Linked DNA regions of Sus scrofa: region 2 is linked to region 1. A link is a contact called in public Hi-C data. All regions are on one chromosome and are shown on one strand. Each heading gives the region's core, a stretch centred on a gene start, on an enhancer-like site or on the middle of the called end of the contact. The rest is flanking DNA. Distances are from core to core; before and after follow the strand shown. Region 1 holds the start of TMEM30A (cell cycle control protein 50A). Region 2 overlaps TMEM30A (cell cycle control protein 50A).

Region 1 (5,429 bases), core at 1,021-3,520:
ATGCCAAACAGAGTGAGGTCGATGGTGTAATCAGAATCATTTAGACGGAGGCTGAGTTTTTTTCTGCCCATGCCATGATCAAGTCCTCTGTTTAAACCCAAATGGCATCTGAGTGACAGAGGAGTAAAATTAAGCTAAGTTAATCAGATGTTAGTTGTCTTGAAATAAAATGAGGATGTTAAAAATTAATAGAAAATTAGAAATACCAATAGATCATAAATGGCCATGTCCCAATATCAACATCCAGTGGGAAAAAATTGCCCCCACATGCAATCCTGGCACCATCCTAGGCTCACATAATTTCTGTATCTTTTATTGCAAGTAAATCTCCAATCATCAATATGAATGAGAATCAGTTTTTGAATGGAATAACTATCTTTTCTGAAATATAGTCGTAATCAGTGTTTGCTGGTGAAGGTACAATAATTGAACTAATCCATTATTTTACCTTTTTTTTTTTTTTAAGAGAGTGTTCATTGAGGTATTTTATGCAAAGATTTTTTTCAAGTATTTTATAAAATATTAGAGTTTGATGAAGATCGTGGTAGAGTAAAAATTCCAGATATTAGATGCCTGGAATGTTCACAAAATGTGAAGAAATAATTCTATCTTAAGACAACCGTTTGAGAAAAATTCATGGTATGGAATATCTACCTTAAACATCAATAGAGACACCAATCCTACTGAAATAATTCATGGCTTCTAAAAATCAGTGACAAGCAAGAGTAAATGGCGTATCACACAATGCAATTAATATGTTTCTGTCTTTTCTCTTTAAACTGTGGTTGAATTTTCATGGAAATAAATAAAAAACATAGCAAAAGTAGGGTGTGTTCATGAATCTAATGAGCAACAATTCTAAAAATAATAAAAATGCAAGATGTGAAGTTTAAAAAAAAACACATATCTGGCACTTGAAGCCTATTTTCGCTCACGCCCCAGTGCTATGCCTCTGCTAAAAATACTAGTCAGAAGGCAAAGAGGGAAAACAACAAAAATTATCATAAATCCCTAAAAATTGGGAGTGTTTGTGGAATTAATTTTGCTCAGTGACTACTAAAATTTTATGTTCTTAAATTTTTAGCATTTATTCCATAATTTTATGATGAAAACTGTGTTTGTTACTTGGGGAAAATTCTGTAGATTCATGAATTTGGACAGAAATGTTTATAGGTGCCATGTCATGATTCATTTATTTTCTGGTGTTGTTTTCTTTGTATTTGTTTATGTTATTCAGGAAATTTGACTTCATCATTCACAGATTTTGTTACTTTACCAGTTTCGATTTGTATTTATTTGGACTTAGCTTTTAAAATATCAAATGTTAGGAGTTCCCTTTGTGTTGCAGTGGAAATGAATCTGACCAGGAACCAAGAGGTTGAAGGTTTGATTCCTGGCCTTGCTCAGTAGGTTAAGGATCCAGCATTGCCATGAGCTGTGGTGTAGATCACAGATGCAGCTTGGATGCTGCGTTGCTGTGGTGTATGCCGGCAGCTGTAGCTCCAATTGGACCCCTAGCCTGGGAACCTCCATATGCCACAAATGCAGCCCGAAAAAGCAAAAAAAAAAAAAAAGTTAGCTTCCTATAAGAGGCTTCCAATGTGATCAGATACTCTTAGAAGTCTTGCAGGTCTACTGTATTTTCAAAAGCAAGAGATCACACTGAAAAATTTGGGAGCTTCATTTTACTTTCACAGCATTCTCAATTTTGGCTTCTTTAAGTTGTATTAAATCCATGAGAAGTTTATTATTTTTCACCACAGCTGAGTGAATTTATGGATATGTACTTGTCTTTTATATGAATGTAACATCCTACTTTTAGTTCTTCACAGGGTATTGAAATTATTTAATCAATCAGGACATTCTCAGATTCCCATCATGACTCAGTGGTTAACGAATCCAACTAGGAACCATAAGGTTGCAGGTTCGATCCCAGGTGTTGCTCAGTGGGTTAAGGATCCGGTGTTGATGTGAGCTGTGGTGTAGGTCGCGATGCTGCTTGGATCTGGCATTGGTGTGGCTGTGGCGTGGGCCGGTGGCTACAGCTCCCATTAGACCTCTAGCCTGGGAACCTCCATATGCCTCAGGTGTGGCCTAGAAAAGACAAAAAAAAAAAAAATTAAGATTTTCTCTGTGTTATTTCCAAAGTCAGTGTTGTTGATCAAAATCCCACCAGGTGAGAAAAATAACAATTGTGACATGAAAGCATTGTGCAATATTCTTTTTTCAGTTGGAACATAATATTCATCAAATTAAAATCATTTAAAATGAGTATTTGATCTTCTTTTAAATTGTTTGCTTTAAAATAGCCATGTCTGGGAGTTCCTGCCATGGCTCAGCAGAAACGAATCCAACTAGTATCCATGAAGATATGGGTTCAATCTCTGGCCTCGCTCAGTGGGTTAAGGATCCGGTGTTGCCTTAAGCTCTTGGTGCATGTGGACCGCGCTCGGATCCTACGTTGCTATGGTTGTGGCGTAGGCTGGCAGCTGTAGCTCCAGTTGGACCCCTAACCTGGGAACCTCCATATGCCTCAGATATGGCCCTAAAAAGCAAAAAATAAAAATAAGATAGTTATGTCTGGGAATTCCTGCTGTGGCACGATGGGTTAAGGATCCAGCATTGTGCCAGGTGCGGCAAAAAGAGTCACTTCATTTCATATTTTCTTTAAACGTGGTGTTTTTCACTGTGACTAAGTAGAGGTGGTTCAGCAGATCTACCAAAATAAGAGGCACAATTCCTCAGAGTTACATCATAGTTTGAGTCCTTAGTGAGATGGAAACTGCAAGACACCAAGAGATGGAACTTGCTACAGAATTTCTTTTGCCCCTCCGCTCTTTAAATACATTGTCCATCAACATTCAGATATTTCCCACTGCATTCTGGTGTCATTCTAATGGTAGGTTACTCAGTAAAGGAAATACTGCTGAGGTTTTGCCAGCAGTCCGCCGCGGAGCTGCAGGTAATGGTTGTTAGGTAATGGTTTCAGCAAAGTGGGGGTGGGTTGATGGTGGAGTTGTGCTCTGGCTGCTTTTGTCTATCAGCCCTCTGCCAGGAATGGTGGTCCATAGGCATAGCCAGTCATAAATTATCTTTGCATTATTTGGGACAAATGAATGAGTTTTTCCTATTTATTATTTAAAGATACAAATATCAAAAAAGCAGGCAAGGCAGAGGTCTAAAAAAAGATGCCTTCCACTGGAGAGCTGCAGACATTAGAGATCTTGCCCACAGGGTGGCGCTGTGGCCTCTCTTCTTGGAGGAGCATATAGGTAAGTGCTCCATTCGTGGCTCATAGGTAACCAGCCGGCTAGGATCCCTGAGGATGCTGTGAGCTGTGGTGTAGGTTGCAGAAGTGACTCGGATCTGGCATGGTCTTGGCTGTGGCTGTGGATTTGACCCTAGCCTGGGAACTTCAGTACGCCACAGGTGCAGCCTTTAAAAAAAAAAAAAAAAAAAAAAAAAAGGGCACCAGCCCGTCCAAAATGCTGTTTATTCCGTCATTTCATGACTTCCCAGGAGAAGGGGGGTGGGGTTCTCAGGATTTCCACAATATTTGGCTCAAATGGATTTACTCCTGTTGAGCCCTGGCCTGGAGTCACTTTTGATGAGAACTGGTTTTTCTCATGGGTAGAGAAACTGGAGTAACTTTCTTGGGCCCCAAGTTTGTAGGTAATAGGGCACACTGCCCCCTATTCCTTTCTTTTTTGAATGTCACTAAAATCTACTTTTGAAATTTGTATTCACTGAATCCCAAGGAACCCATGAAAGATGTTAAGTCCTGAGACCTCTCTTTAACGGGGGCAACCCTTAGTGACTGTGTGGTTCTGGGCAGAACAACCCAATCCGCAGATAGTGGTTGGAACCCAGTTCCCTGGAAGACATAGATGATTTTTTCAGTCCTCCTTTAGTTTTCTCCAGCGTTATTTCTGGCATTTCTTTCAGAGACAGGTATATTTGAGGAGAAAATCTCTTCTTCTTTCTCTTCAGAAGCCATTTATCCTGTTCTGCCTCCTGTTGACCAGCATTGGTGTACAAAGCTCTCTCCCTAGTTTGGTGGTTAGCGTCTCCAAGGCAGGACTTGTGTGTTGCTCACAGTGAAACACTAGCTGCATAAATGTTTGTAAAGGATAATGTAATTCCTTCTTCCAGCTGCCATGTCTCTTCCTTGCATCTTCACAGAACCATTCCATGGTTCTCAGTTTTGGTCTCTCTGGCTCCCACTGCATATCTCTTTTCCTCCCTGAGAGCAAGTAATATGCACAGTCAAAATGGCAGGGTGTCTTGTAGGCACTTAGTAATTTACTCCTAATCCCAAAGGGAGAGACCCCAGCAGTAAGACCCCAGGTTTTCTTCACAAAATTGGGTAGTCTGCTGTTTCTTCCCTTGCCTCTATGCTCATTTTAAGGTTTCATATATGAAGTATCTGGGTTAAACAAGACAAGACTCTCCATAATCATGGATTCTAAAGGAAGATATGCTCTCTGCAAGGATCAAGGGCCCTCATCAGATCACTAGATGGTCTATACAACAATAGCAAGAGAGCTAAGCACCAGTTCCCAGGCAGAGCATCAGTGCAAGTAGGAAGTGGGACAATGGACTAAACAAGCAAACAAACTGAGTATCTCCCAAAAGTGGAAGTTACCAGAGATCTCTGTTTCCAAGGCAACAGCAACCTGCTAAGATCTTGCTTGAGAATAAGAACATGATTAGCCAGGGTATACAGTTTTGCAAATCATTAATGATAAGTGTAGCATGAGGTTCAACTTTCTCTGTATCCCTTTATTTCTGATTCTATTCTTTCCTGGGTGGAAAACCAAAATATCACTCAGATCTTAGGATCTGTTTCCTCACAGTTTAATTTTTGACGTCATAAAGAGGACAAGGCGTGGTACCTGCTCAGACCCCCTGGGCACACACGTCTTCTATGGCACTGACCTCATTATATTTCAATTGTTTGATGGCAGGTTGTATTTCTCACTAAAATGGTAGTTCATTGAGAGTAGGTCAGATTAGTTCAACAAGGTTTACTGAATATCTTTTATGTCCTAGGCACTTTGCCAGATCTTGGAAATGTAGAAATGAATAAAAATGTCTCTGACTTTGAGAAGCTTGTATCTAGTAGAAAAGATGAACAGATATTTTTCAGTACCATGGTAAGTGTAAGGATAAAAGTATGTATAAGTTGCCTTGTGCTCAGAAAGCCGTTCTTAGCTCATCTGAGGGGACAAAGATGCCTCAAATTGACTACTGACTCGACTCTTGATGTATGATAGGAATTAGCTAGCAAGGCAGTTTCGGTGGAGGAGGGGTCTGAATCCAGGCAGCACTGGGTCACCAAGTGATTGGGCTTAGGAACCAAAGACAATGGGTACAGTATTCCTCCCAGAAGATGCAATGACAATGAAAATGATGGTGTGGGACAGTGA
Region 2 (5,429 bases), core at 1,121-3,620, 34 kb after region 1:
ACTGGTCCCTACCTGAGCCATCTCCTTAGCATAAACTTTAGTATGAATTTAAGGGCTAATCAAAACGAATATACTCCTATCACCAGCAAAGTTTTAAGGGATTTAGAAGCTTGTTGCCAGGAACCCAGGACAAAGATAAGACAGATTCTTAATTGTCCAACACCAGGTTTTTAAAAAAACGGTAGCCCTTTGAAACTGACAACATTAACGCCCTGAACCTAGCCAGAACACAGATTGGGACTTTAACCCTTGTGCCAGAACTCGAACCCAGCCTAAAACCAGATTGGGACTTAAACCTGAGGTTTTAAATTAGAATCACTCACCCTGTGTCTGGACTCACTAAGGTTCAGGTTCTTCATGTCTCCATGCAGAAGGAATTCAGTGAGAGACAAAGTGATAGGGAAGAAATATATTTATTAAGATAGGACACTTGTGAGAGATGCAAGCAGCAGGCAGGCGAGGAAGCCCTGCCTTGAGGATCTGGTGGGCTACAGTTTATCATCCAAGGTGAGTGGGCGTTGGAAAAGCCCGCCTCTTCCTTTCTGGGAGTACTAGCTCCTCCTTGGTATCTGGTAAGGTATGTATTCAAATGAACAGAAAGGTGGTCCTCAAACTCCTGCCCTTGGTCTGAATCTGAATGCAGGCCTCATCCCAACTCCCACTCAATAACCTGAGGCAGTTCTCAAGGCTCCACTAATGAAGCTAGCCTGCCTCGTACTGATGATGGTTTTCTTGAGCAATTTATTAACTTGCAGTGATCTCTCAATGTCCCCTGTTTCCCTCTTTAAATATGGTCTTTTATCCAGACTTCTACAACTACCTGTGTCTACTCTATCTCTGTCACCTTGAGAAACCAGATGGTTTTTTTTATTTGAAAGTGTACCATGGAAAGCTGAGATGACAGAAAAGTTGTTTAAACTTTATAGCTATTTAAATCTATACATCATGCAGTTTGAACTTTATATTTTTGATTTTATAAATGCATAATTGTATTTCTTTTGGTAAAAAGGAGCGAGGATTTGACTTGGAGAGATGAGCCAATAGGATAGCATAGAACTCTTTCTAGTTTTTACTCCCTCACACTGGCAAAATGAACAGATGACCTTATAAAAGTTTTTTCTGGGCTGTAGATGCTCCATAGGACTCATCGCTCTGATAGCAAGCGTATACGCTTTCTCCAAGGACATGTACTTAAGTTATGTTTCCTCTTGCAGATTGATTACACCGGAACAGAGCCTTCCAGCCCTTGCAATAAATGTTTGTCTCCAAATGTGACATCTTGCATTTGTACCATTAACTTCACATTGGAACAATCATTCGAGGTCTGTATTCCCAAAGAATGTCCTGGAAAAGCTATGCTTTAAAAAATATTGATATTATATTAACTTTTTTTTACTAGTTATTTCTGTCAAGATGTTGCTTTAATTTATTGGGCATCTATATCCCCGTGAGGAAGATTGATTTGTTTGGCTGTTACATTATGATGTCTGATAATTAAGTACATTTATTTTAAATAATTTATTGTAGCTGGTACTTTGTAAACTAAATTTAAGACCTATTTTATTCTTTTTCTGGAGTATTTTATAACTGAACAAATCGCTTTTGTATCTGGTTAGTATTGACATCTACTTGTATTTAAAAAATTTTTACTCAGGGATTCCTGTTGTGGCTCAGCGGTAAGGACCTGACGTAGTCTTCATGAGGATTCAGGTTCAATCCCTGGCCTTGTTCAGTGGGTTAAGGATCCAGCCTTGCCATAAGCTGTGGTGTGGGTTGCAGATGTGTCTTAGATCCAGTGTTGTGGCTGTGGTGTAGGCCTGCAGCTGCAGCTCTGATTTGATACCTAGCCTGGAAATTTCCATATGCCTCAAGTGCAGCCATTTAAAAAAAAAAAGATTGCTCAATCTGTTTTGCCTAGTTTTAATGCTAAAAGTTTTACTTTAGAAAATAAATACTAATTTACCCATTATTTAATTGTATTACTTTTCATCAGATGTGATATATTACCATGAATGCAAACATTTAGTAAACCTTTGATAAGCAAAGTTAGAACACTGTGTGGGTGTGTGGGTGGGTGTGTGGTCTGTGTGTCTTGCATTTATATTTGTCTGTCGTTCTTGGAATTTGAGAAGATGCTGAAGGACACAAAGATTGAGAATAGGCATGGCAAGACCAGTTTATGCTTTCCTTAACCTGAAATTGAGCTTTAAAGAATTATTGTTTTATTCTTCAGGGAATGAAACTGCTTTAATACATGTACCTTTTAAAATTTTTCTGCACTTTAAATTTTCTGAAAGTCATGCCTTCTGAAATCTCTAGTAAATGGTTGCCCTCTGGTGGTTACAGATGCTCTTGCACTAAGGTAATGGCTGGTAATGCTCCCTTTTTTTCTTTTTTGTCTTTTTCTAGGGCCACACCCACTGCATATGGAGGTTCCCAGGCTAGGTAGGGGTCTAATTGGAGCTGTAGCCACTGGCCTATGCCAGGGCCACAGCAACACAGGATCAGAGCCATGTCTGCAACCTACACCATAGCTTATGGCAACGCCGGATCCTTAACCCACTGAGCGAGGCTAGGGATCGAACCTGCAACCTCATGGTTCCCATTCGGGTTCGTTAACCACTGAGCCACAGCGGAAAGATCGGTAATGCTCCCTTTTTAAAAAATAGGAAAATAAGTTAGGGTTAAGACAGGAATTTAATTAATTTTATTTTGTTTTGGCAGAAATAACCTATAAATTTATTTTCTCATGTGACAGACAAACTGTAAAGATGCATTAGGTTTCTACTTGATTAGAGGCATGGAAGAGACTAGTAATGAATTTAGAAACTTTAGTTTTTTTTTTTGGTCTTTTTATCTTTTGTCTTTTCTAGGGCTGCACCCATGGCATATGGAGGTTCCTAGGCTAGGGGTCTAACTGGAGCTGTAGCCACTAGCCTATGCCAGAGCCACAGCATCGCAGGATCCAAGTCACATCTGTGACCTACACCACAGCTCACGGCAATGCTGGATCCTTAACCCAGTGAGCAAGACCAGGGATTGAACCTGAAACCTCATGGTTCCTAGTCAGATTCGTTAACCACTGAGCCACAGTGGGAACTCCTAGAAACTTTACCATTTCCTCCCACATTCAAAAATGGTTTAATATTTCAGAACTTTCCTTCTGCAGAGGTGATCATCCTCAGATTCATTCTTTTGTGGGCTCTGTGTTCCTTCACAAGCCCAAACTTTGAATTGGAGAAGAAAAATCAGAGAAGAAAAGGCGAACCAACTGATAAATAAATAAAAGCTTTCTGTGTAAATGTTTTCTTTATACAGAACGAGAAAATTTGCATATTTTGACATTTGAAAATCACAGGGTTTGTTTGTTTAGTTTGCTTTTTTAGGGCCATACCTGAGGTATGCGAAAGTTTTCAGGCTAGGGGTTGAATTGAAGCTGCAGCTCCTGGCCTACACCACAGCCACAGCAATGCAGTATCTAAGTGGCTTATGCCACCTACAGCCCCAGCTCATGGCAACTCTGGATCCTTAACCCACTGATCAAGCCTAGGGATCAAACCCATATCCTCATGGATACTAGTCAGGTTCTTTATCACTAAGCCACGATGGGAACTCCAGCAAATGATGTTTTAAATAAACGATGATGTATATGAAAATAGCACATCAAATAAAGCATACTTAAAATGTTGCTGGATTCCTTTTTTTTTTTTTTTTTCTGAATTCCTTTTAATTGAGGATAAGATTATAGCAATAGAGGTAGCAACCAGAAAAGAGAAAATAGCTAATGTTTTTACCACCTCTAAAAATTTTTATCATTCAAGATGACTTCATAGCATCTCCTAAATAATTGTGGTGTATATAGGTTATCCTTCTTTCCTAGGCTGTTTTCAAGTTGCTGACACTGAATACATTAAAGTAATTTTCTTGAATATTATAAAGTGATTCATTATATTTGATACTTTACTACGTATTACTTTTTTCCTTGCTAATGTTATATAGTATCCTACTGAGAAATTTATCATGTCTCAATTCAAATTCAGAATTTATTGGGCAATAAATGAAAGTTTGACTATCATCCCTTTGAAAAGTTGATTTTAATTGGGTGAAGACCATTCTGAATTACAGAAGATTTTAAATTGAAAGTAGATCAGATTAGGTTAACTGATTCTTTGAGAGGTTTTTTGTTTGTTTGCTTTTCTTTAATAGAGTTGAGGTTTTCAGGGTATTTTCAGAGTTTATTCCTAGATTTTTGTAACATTCCTACTTTAACCTTATTTACAATTTGTACAATTTTAGATTGCTAAATACTAGTAGAAATCATCCCAGTTCTAGTAGAAATCACCCCAGTTCCTGTTTTAAGTTATAACAGATTTTAAACTAGTAAAACCCAAATTACATAGCTTTTATGAATGCATGAGTCAACTTCACACTTAATAGTTTTATGTGAATGTAACCCTTTCTGTTTCTCTAGGGCAATGTGTTTATGTACTATGGACTGTCTAATTTCTATCAAAACCATCGTCGTTATGTGAAATCTCGAGATGATAGTCAACTAAATGGAGATCATGGTGCTTTACTTGTAAGTGAAATAATGGAATATGAAGCTGTGGTATCTATGAAATAAGAGCATGTGGTAATTGTTCCATTAGAAATGTTAAATCCAATAACGTTAGGTGAAATTAAAGTGTTGTTTGTCATTTATAGTTTGTTTAGTGTGGGCTTTTAGGTAAAAAAAAAAAATCCCCCCTCCCCTGGAATTTGCACAGGTTAATGATTTCTTACAGCCAGAGGACATACTACTTCCTGCTTGTTTCTTCCAGTACCACTGGGATTTTTGCTTTTTTAATCTGTTTGTAGTGGAATTTTGATGAGTCTAGAGCATTCTGGGAATATAATTTGTTTTTCTTGGGTTTATTCATTGTTACTACACTGGGTAGGAATATACAAATAAGCTGCCTTTTTTTTTTTTTTTTTAAGGGCCACACCATGGCACATGGAGGTTCCCAAGCTAGGGGTCTAATCGGAGCTACAGCTGCTAGCCTACACCACAGCCACAACAATGCCAGATCTGAGCCACATCTGCAACCTACACACTGCAGTTCGCAGCAACGCTGGATCCCTAACCCACTGAGCAAGGCCAGGGATTGAACCCACGTCCTCATGGATACTAGTCAGGTTCATTACCACTGACCCACAATGGGAACTCTATAAATAAACTACTTTTAATTTCTGAGATTGTGTTTTAGAATTGAACATGGATGGTCTTTGTTTTTTACCTTGTGGGAAGCCTGAGTAGTGAAGTCCAAAGGGTGGGTTACTGAACAGTTGTCTGATGAGCTTTTTGAAAGTAGAGATTTCCAGAAATCTCCTGAGTCTCATATGCCAGTGTCTGCAGGGGCAGAGCTCTAAAATACCTGTTTTTAACAAGC

Evidence for each region. A called contact is a pair of places that touch in the nucleus more often than the background predicts.
Region 2: a contact with region 1 is called in a Hi-C map of alveolar macrophages, with 1.6 times the contacts expected there. The contact joins the enhancer-like site here to the promoter of TMEM30A in region 1. A contact is called at or near these places in 10 of 47 Hi-C or Micro-C datasets (alveolar macrophages, blood, embryonic fibroblasts and 5 more) and 1 of 2 datasets of contacts at active chromatin or transcription factors (alveolar macrophages).

Annotation. Positions count from the first base shown.
Region 1 is chr1:90,637,001-90,642,429 of Sscrofa11.1, forward strand. TMEM30A (cell cycle control protein 50A) reads left to right here and starts at 2,271. Exons shown (of 7, transcript XM_021092349.1): 1 at 2,271-5,429. It overlaps FILIP1 (filamin-A-interacting protein 1), which reads left to right. Exons shown (of 7, transcript XM_021092328.1): 7 at 1-5,429.
Region 2 is chr1:90,670,626-90,676,054 of Sscrofa11.1, forward strand. TMEM30A (cell cycle control protein 50A) reads left to right here. Exons shown (of 7, transcript XM_021092349.1): 2 at 1,215-1,322; 3 at 4,472-4,579. Among named protein-coding and RNA genes, the nearest start is that of COX7A2, 23 kb to the right of the region's middle. Within about 2 kb of position 2,371, at least 1 of the 83 cell types and tissues checked has an H3K27ac peak or open chromatin away from gene starts, as enhancers often do. A contact at or near this core is called in alveolar macrophages, where this site is marked.